Linked DNA regions of Mus musculus: region 2 is linked to region 1. The links are chromatin contacts, called in public Hi-C maps. All regions are on one chromosome and are shown on one strand. The core of a region is the stretch at or near the end of the contact, and the rest is flanking DNA. Distances in the headings are between cores, read along the strand shown.

Region 1 (4,393 bases), core at 93-2,592:
GCTGTAAGGCGAGCAAACTCACACCTAAGTAGAAAGTGACTATTTTGGCATCTGTGTTACCTAGGCAAGGGTATCTGGAGGTACAGAGCTGACAGCATGGTGCACATACATACATATAGGCAAAACACCCATACACATAAAAGAAAAATTAATCTTTTTATTTTTAAAAATATTTATTGTATGTATGTGAGTACACTGTCACTGTCTTCAGACACACTAGAAGATGGCATCAGATCCCATTACAGATGGTTGTGAGTCACCATGTAGTTGCTGGGAATTGAACTCAGGACCTCAGTGCTTATAACCACTGGGCCATCTCTCCAGCGCCCCCCTTTTTATTTTATTTTATTTTGCTTTTGAGAAAGGGTCTCACTAAATAATCCTGGCTGGCATGGAACTTGCTTTGTAGAGCAGGCTGGACTCACACTTAGAGATCTGCTAGCCTCTGCCCATTGAGCGCTGGGATTAAGGTGTGCGGCTCAGCCTCACACCCTCTATTGGCTGGGTTCTCTAGAGGAAAGGAACCAGAACAACAAGTGCACAGTACAGAGGAGGGCATAGAACGGCTCACCAACAGTGGCCGTCTGTACTTGCTGATTGCTTGGTACTTAATGCTGCCAGTGAAGGGCTGGAGGATTCCTGGAGAGTCACAGCCCAGGTCTCAAAAGTGACCTCCAACCCAGCCTGAGAGCTTCAGAGTGAGACGCTGTGTCAAAGTAAAAGCAAAAACAAGGGATTGTTTAAAACAAAACCAACCAAACAACAATATATGTGAAGAACAGTCTGAGCAAATTAAAATAGGGATGGCGGCACTTGGGTAGTAAGAAACACGGCTTTGTATGCAGTCAGACCAGCACAACAGTGAATCTTTTTTTCCATCAAACTTCATAATAAGCCCGTCTCTGAAAAGGGTGATGCTGGGGCTGAAGAAATGGCTCAGCCATTAAGAACCAGGGGACCAGCGGGTTAGTTCCCAGAACCCATGTCAGGTGGCTTACAATTGCCTAGCAGCTCCCAGAGATCCGACCCCCTCTTCTGGCCTCCACGGGCAACGGCACATATATACACACAGAGAGACACACAAAATAAAAATAAAGTTTTACAAAGAAAATATAGAAGAGACGCTAGTTCTCACAGTGACGTTCGCCTATGTCCAGCCCTCGGGAGGCTAAGGAGGAGGCGGGGGTGGAATGGTGAGTCTGAGCTAAGCTAGATTACCTAGCTGGACGTTAGGAATGCAAACTTTTAGATGACGACAGTGGTGACGCTCTTCTAAAGGAAAAGCTAGACGGAAGAGGCGGAGCCGGAAGAAGAAGTGGGACCCGGAGTCTGCAGCGTCTCTGTTGCCATGGATTCCGAGAGCAAGGAAGAGCAGCAATGCACAGCTTCCTCGGCCGTTATGTCGTCCTTGGAGACCCAGTTTTTGTCTGTCCCACACCAGCTCGAGTCCGCCAGTCTCAGCTGGTCCATCAGGAAGTCCTTGCATTCCTCGACCGTCTTAATGGATGATTGCCATTTCGGCTTCCCTACGCGGTCCCTCCGCGCCGGGTTCCACGCGCTCCCTCCACTCCCGGAGCCGCAGACGCTGCGTCTACGCCCCGCCTCGTTGCGCACGCAGGAAATCTCACATCTGCTTGCCCGAGTCTTCCGAAACTTGTACACCGCCCAGGTGATCGGAGATGACTTGAGCGACAGTTTGATCAAGGCCCGCGGCAGTGAGGATGCGCGCCACGAAGAGTTCCTTGACCAGCTGCAGCAGGTATAGTGGGTGCATCCCGGTTTACGGTCCGGATGCAGCCGCGCCAAAGTGAAGAACCCTATCCAAACTTGATACATACGCATATAAATGACATCTCCAGCGCCTTTCTCTGCGCACAAGCACATTATATGTTGCAAATATAAACGAAACAACTGGTGCAGACAGATCCAATCATGGTTAGGCATTTTTGCCCACATTTCTGGGTCAGCAGCGTGGTTTCCTCTTTTGCACTGGGGTCAAGTGTAATGATCCTGCCTCTTTGTGACCTGCGGTCGAAGACTCCCTTCCCAACTCTCCCCTGTATCTGCCCGTCGGATCTTTCCTTATTCTTTGTCACGCCTTTCTGTCCTTTACTCTCTCTTTAAACGACATAACCTAGCATCATTCATTCCTTTCTAACACATGACTACTGTGTGCCATGCTCAATGCTAGGCAGTGAGGATTCAGTAGCCATGAATACTTCGGGAGTGGGGTACACCTCAGTGTTGAGTGCTTGCCTGGCAAGGGTAACACAAAACCCTCAACCTCCACCAAGGCAAAACAAACAAAACTGTGAAAAAGAAAATATAGGAGTTGGTAAGATGGCTCAGCAGGTAAAAATGCTTGCTGGTAAGCTATGCTTCCCACCCCCACCCCACACACAAAGTGTTAAGCCCTTCTCCTCGGTGGCAGGATATTGGCAGACCCTGTCTTGGGCAGGTAATCATGGCAGAATGAGATCAAGCTCGCAGTAAGCAAATTGTTTCCAGAAAACACCGTTCCACCTTACTCCACCTTTCCTCGGGCTTTCCCCCACCTAATGTTCCCTGAGCCTCAGAGGGAGGAATGCAGGACTCCCACTGATGCCTCAGGACTCAGTGGCACCTTATTTTCAGTCTTTTGATGGTTATGGATCTCAATTGTTGTGAAACGGGGCTTCTCTACCCACAGAAATTGTTGAAAGCACCAGGCTCTCTTGCTCAGAGCGCCACACAGCCTCACTGGCTGTTGGTCTTTCGCAGTTCTGTCTACAGAAACACTGCACGGTCTGATGATTAAGCTCAAAACCCCGTACTGGGGCTTGAACCCTGCCTCCGTTACATGGCATTTGTATGACTTGGGGGATCAAGGGACTTACTTCAGTGAAGAGCCATTAACTGATGGCTTTGGGTGGGGTCCCGACTCTCACACCCAAGTATTAGGATCAGGGCGTCCTGGAAAGTCCAAGGTACAGCCCGCTGGACTTACTCACAGTACTTGATGTTCAAGGCTTGTCCCAGTTCTGCTTTCTCAGAGGAGGTTTTCTGTCTACAAGAAGACTCGGCCACCACCTCCTTTCTTCCACTGTATACCCATTCATCTACTTTAAAGAATGGCTAGGGCTGAAGAGGTGGCTCTTTGGGTCAAGGCATTGCTGCTGAGCCCAATGACCAGAGTTTTATCTACCCTGGACCCACAGGACAGGAGAGAATGGACTTCTGTGAGTTGTCCTCTGACATGCATAAGCTCGCCATAGCATGCATGCCCCCAAATAGATAAACAAATGGAAAACAATAAGAGTGACTAAAGTCTGAGGCCTAGCAAAACACCGAGGAGCGTTCGCTCCGTGCGCTACCGTCTTAGTAGCCCCAGCCCTGTGAATACTTAGCTTCCAGTACGAGAATAGATGCTAGGAGCATGGCTGACTGGCTTGTCAATCTAAGCATTCTTGAAGTTGAAGCAAAGGCTGGGGCAGCCAGGTTGGACCTCTTGATGCCAACATGGCAGAGTTTGGGGGTGCGAGGTTTGCAAGGGTTAAAAAAAAAAAGAAAGCAGGATTGAGTCACAGAAGGTGAAGGAGGTGACACAGGGACCCAGTGACTTGGAAAGTTCTGTAGGTTGGGGCCTGGAGAGTGGGTTCAGTGAGTTTGTGACCCAAGTTCAGGGCCTAGCACACATATTAAAAGTGGGCATGGCGGATGCCTGCCTGTAACACAACGTTGTCTAAGGTGGAGGTAGGGGACTACTGGGAGGGCTGGCCATCAAGCCTACTCCCAAGTTCAGCGAGAGACCCTGTCTCAAGAGAATAAGGTGAAGGGCGATAAAACAGAGCCCCTAATACTCTCCTCCAGTCTCTGCATGTGCATGTACGCGCGCATACATTTAAAACAGACACACAACATTTAAAACTATTTTTCATTTGTGTGTATGTATGTGTGTCTCTCTGTGTGTTTAAACATGTGTGTGGAGGCCAGAAGACAATTTTCAATTCCCTTGGGCCTGTAGGTACAAGCAGTTGTGAGCTGGCTGGCATGGGTACTAGGAACCGAACACGGTCCTCTGGAAGACCAACACAAGTACTGTTAAGAGCAGAGTCATCTTTACAGCCTTCTCAAAAAATAAAAAAATAAGATAAAAGCAGTGCATTTCTCTGGGTAGCACATCACCCAACTACATTTCTCTTTGACCCATGGTTTCATGTACACTGATGTGGATTCTACAAAAGAGGATGCCATCTTGGTGAGCCCTTCCCGACAGCTTGAATAGAGGCTGCCAGCTGGAGGCTGCCCACTGGCTATGTTTAATGGACTTAGACCGGGCCTTGCCTGAATCAAGATCTGGGTAGCCTTACTCTGTTGTACCCAAATGGGTTTGCATTTCCCAGTGTGGGCAGCA
Region 2 (4,189 bases), core at 681-3,180, 170 kb after region 1:
AAAACAGTTTAAATTTATGCTTTGAAGATTTACAGGAAAACAGGAGCTAGAAGTTAAACAGTAACTGATCATAAAAATTCATTAGTTGGGCTGGAGAGATGGCTCAGCGGTTAAGAGCACTGACTGCTCTTCCAAAGGTCCTGAGTTCAAATCCCAGCAACCACATGGTGGCTCACAACCATCTGTAATCTGATCTGATGTCCTCTTCTGGTGTGTCTGAAGACAGCTACATTGTACTTACGTATAATAAATAAATAAATCTTTAAAAAAAAAAAAAATTCATTAGTTTGGGCTGGAGAGGTGGCTCAGAGGTTAAGAGCACTGACTGCTCTTCCAGAGGTCCTGAGTTCAATTCCCAGCAACCACATGGTGGCTCTGTAATAAGATCTGCTGCCCTCTTCTGGTGTATCTGAAGACAGCTACAATGTACTCACATAAATGAAATAAATCTTTAAAAAAAAATTAATATGACTCTTTAAGCCGGGCATGGTGGCGCATGCCTTTGATCCCAGCACTCGGGAGGCAGAGGCAGGCGGATTTCTGAGTTCAAGGCCAACCTGGTCTACAAAATGAGTTCCAGGACAGCCAGGGCTACACAGAGAAACCCTGTCTCGAAAAAACAAACAAACAAACAAACAAAAAATTCATTAGTTTATTCTAGGAAATTTGCCACTAACCTTGGATGATTTTTATATTTTGATGTACCAAATGATCATAGTGATATTTGGTCTACCTGGCTGTTTTAATGAAAACACCCCTTTTGAAATTGTAATATTTGGATGATTTTGTATTTGTACTTTGCTGTACCAAATGATTATTACAATGTCCCTTCTATTACACTGTTTCACTGAACACAGCTTTTCAGAGATTAACACCTGTTTCTCTATGCATAAAACCCTTGCAAAATACACCCAGATTCAAAATGCCTCTGTGTTTGTTTCTGTTTATCACAGCCAAATCCTTACCCACCTTTGCTCTACAAAATATATCCTGGTTTTTTTTTTTTTTTTTTCTTTTGCTCTTTTGTTCCTCATCCCACCCCCCACACCACCCCCATCATTAGTTATTCCTTTTTTTTTTTAATAGGATATTTTATTTACATTTCAAATGTTTTCCCCTTTCCAGGTCTCCTCTTCAGAAACCCCCAATCTCGTCCCCCTCCCCCTGCCTCTATGAGGGCTCTCCCCCACCCACCCACCCACTCACTCACTCACTCACTCCTGCCTTTCAGCCCTGGCATTCTCCTACACTGGGGCATCGAATACCCTCAGGCCCAAGGTCCACTTCTCCCACTGATGTCCAACAAGCCCTCTTTGGTTGGTGGTCCAGTCTCTCAGAGCTCCGGGAAGTCTGGGCAGTTGACACTGTTGCCCCACCCCCACGGGGCTACAAACCCCCATAAGCAACTACTTCCCGGCAACAACAGCGTCTTGGTTTGGCAACTATATATGGGATGGATTCTCAGGTGGAGAAGTGTGGGGCAGCAAACTGTGCACAGACAGCCTGGTCCCGGTCGGTCTGGCACAGCCAGGATGGCACAGCCTACTATAAAAGGAGCTGCTTGCCCCCCTCTTCTTTTACCTCTTATTCTCTCGCTCTTACTCTTGCTCCCTCTCCTTCTGCCTTCGCTTCTCCCCTCCCTTCCTCCCTCCTCTCCATGTGGCCATAGCTGGCTTCTACTTTCCTACTCTCTCCCTCTCTCTGCCTTTCTACAAAAAAAAAAGCCTTGAACCATGGACTACCCCTTTTCATCGGGACCCACCATGCTGGAGCAATGGAGCAGGTCTTCCCCTAATGAGCCATGCAGGGAGACCTCCCTGCGCTCTAGCCATGGCTGCCAGCCAACCCAAGCCTCTCAGAGTTCCCAGCCACAGCTTCTGCCAACCCAAGCTGCCGACTGAGCAAGACAAGTACCGAGGTAACCAGCCAGAGCCCTCTCCATGCCCTTTTCCCTTCTGCCCCAGGCCAGAGTCCACAGGGGCATCTGCGGTGTCTAAGACTGAGAATCTGACATCTGTGGCCTCTGTGCAGCCCAAGGACCCCAGAACTGACTCTTCCACAGTACCCAGAGGCGTCTGTGGTGCCCAAGAGTGAGGCCAACCCCGGCAGGTCCACAGGGACCTCAGACTGCACCTTCCCCACCCCCGGAGCAGGGGCCTGCGGCCTCTCACAGCCCGAAACACGCCCAGCAGTTCTGTGAGAGTGTGGGCAGTCAAAACTTCCCATGTCCTGCCTCGCCCAGCAGCCCTAGCCCCAAGTGGACACAGACCCCATTTTTACCCCACGGGGAAGTCTCTGGATGGCCTTTCCTTCCGTCTCTGCTCCACACTTTGTCTGCATATTTCCTCTTGTGAGTATTTTGTGCCCCCCTTCTAAGAAGCTCTGAAGCATCCGCCCTTTTGTCTTCCTTCTTCTTGGGCTTCATTAAGGTCTGTGAATTTTATCTTGGGTATTCCGAACTTTTAGGCCAATACCCACTTATCAGTAAGTGCATACCGTGTTTTCTTTTGTGACTGAGTTACCTCACTCAGGATGATATTTTCAAGTTCCATCCATTTGCCTAAGAATTTCATGAATTCATTGTTTTTAATAGCTAGTACTCCATTGTGTAAATGTACCACATTTTCTGTATCCATTCCTCTGTTGAGGGACATCTGGGTTCTTTCCAGCTTCTGGCTATTATAAATAGGGCTGCTATGAACATAGTGGAGCATGTGTCCTTATTATATGTTGGGGAATCTTTTGGGCCCAGGAGTGGTATAGCTGGGTCTTCAGGTAGTACTATGTCCAATTTTCTGAGGAACCACCAGACTGATTTCCAGAGTGGTTGTACCAACTTGCAATCCCACCAGCAATGGAGGAGTGTTCCTCTTTCTCCACATCCTCATCAGCATCTGCTGTCACCTGAGTTTTTGATCTTAGCCATTCTCACTGGTGTGAGGTGGAATCTCAGGGTTGTTTTGATTTGCATTTACCTCATGACTAAAGATGTTGAACATTTCTTTAGGTGCTTCTCAGTTATTTGGTATTTCTCAGATGAGAATTCTTTGTTTAGCTTTGTATCCCATTTTTATAGGATTATTTGGTTCTTTGTAGTCTAGCTTCTTGAGTTCTTTGTATATAATGGATATTAGTTCTCTATCGGATGTAAGGGTGTATGTTGGTAAAGATCCTTTCCCAATCTGCTGGCTGCCACTTTGTCCTATTGACAATATCCTTTGCCTTACAGAAGCTTTGCAATTTTATGAGGTCCCGTTTGTCCATTCTTGGTCTTAGAGCATAAGCCACTGCTGTTCTGTTCAGGAACTTTTCGCTGTGCCCATGTGTTTGAGGCTTTTCCGCACTTTCTCTTCTATTACATTCAGTGCAACTACTTTTCTTGATTAATTTGCCAGATAGTCTGTGTTTCCCTTTCAAACTAAACATGTCATCTGTAGAAGCAGCTTCAGGGGTAAAAGCAAAGCAATGGCAGGGCTCACTGAGCACTCTGAGAGACCAGGCAGGCCGCACATGCAACAAGACAAGGGATCTTTCAAGATGTCAAGTACAGTTGTCAGCTGAAGATCTTGTTTTGTTGTTTTGCCCCCTACCCCATACACACATACCCGAGACAGGCTCTTTCTGTGCAGCCCTGGCTGTCCTGGAACTCTCTGTAGATCAGGCTGGCCTTGAAGTCAGAGATTCCCCTGCCTCTGCCTCCTGAGTGCTCGTACTAATGGCATGGGCCACTATCACCAGACTAAAGAATTTGTTTTCCTCTGTCCCAAACAACTGCAAGCAATACTGCAGGTCGAGGGCTGGCCCGGCTTAGTACCTCACAACCACACTCATCTGCTCTCGCCGCTTACTGGGGTTTCTCACATGCCAGTTGCAGGTTCCACCAAAAAAATGACTGCAATAGACATAGTAGGCTTTCTCCAATTTATAGAAAACTTGAAAAGAGATTAAGTGAAGCAATGATTCACAACCAACATCTAGAAATATACTAGATTAGCAACTTAAAGATGTCCAACACGTTTGTTAAAGCTAACCTCTTTGCTAGGAAAGACACTAGCGCACACTGAGAGGAAAGACTAGAAGACGTTCATCCTAGTCAGAATCTCTGAAGTCAGTGCTAGTCAGCTAAGAACATTCCAGAAGCAGGCTCGCCCACCCTTAACGACTCAGTGCCTACGGCCAGCCCGGTCAT

The links. A called contact is a pair of places that touch in the nucleus more often than the background predicts.
Region 2: a contact with region 1 is called in a Hi-C map of liver, with 1.8 times the contacts expected there. The contact joins the enhancer-like site here to the promoter of Dlec1 in region 1. A contact is called at or near these places in 8 of 39 promoter capture datasets (the 3T3-L1 cell line, 3T3-L1-derived adipocytes, the HPC-7 cell line and 3 more), 19 of 484 Hi-C or Micro-C datasets (the HL-1 cell line, the MC38 cell line, adipose-derived mesenchymal stem cells and 13 more) and 4 of 115 datasets of contacts at active chromatin or transcription factors (bone marrow-derived macrophages and embryonic stem cells).

The regions. Positions count from the first base shown.
Region 1 is chr9:119,101,167-119,105,559 of GRCm38.p6, forward strand. It overlaps Dlec1 (deleted in lung and esophageal cancer 1), which reads left to right and starts at 1,343. Exons shown (of 37, transcript NM_177117.5): 1 at 1,343-1,759. The coding sequence starts at 1,349.
Region 2 is chr9:119,274,606-119,278,794 of GRCm38.p6, forward strand. All of the region lies in intron 4 of Oxsr1 (oxidative-stress responsive 1), which reads right to left. Among named protein-coding and RNA genes, the nearest start is that of Oxsr1, 46 kb to the right of the region's middle. Within about 2 kb of position 1,931, at least 18 of the 459 cell types and tissues checked have an H3K27ac peak or open chromatin away from gene starts, as enhancers often do. A contact at or near this core is called in liver, where this site is marked.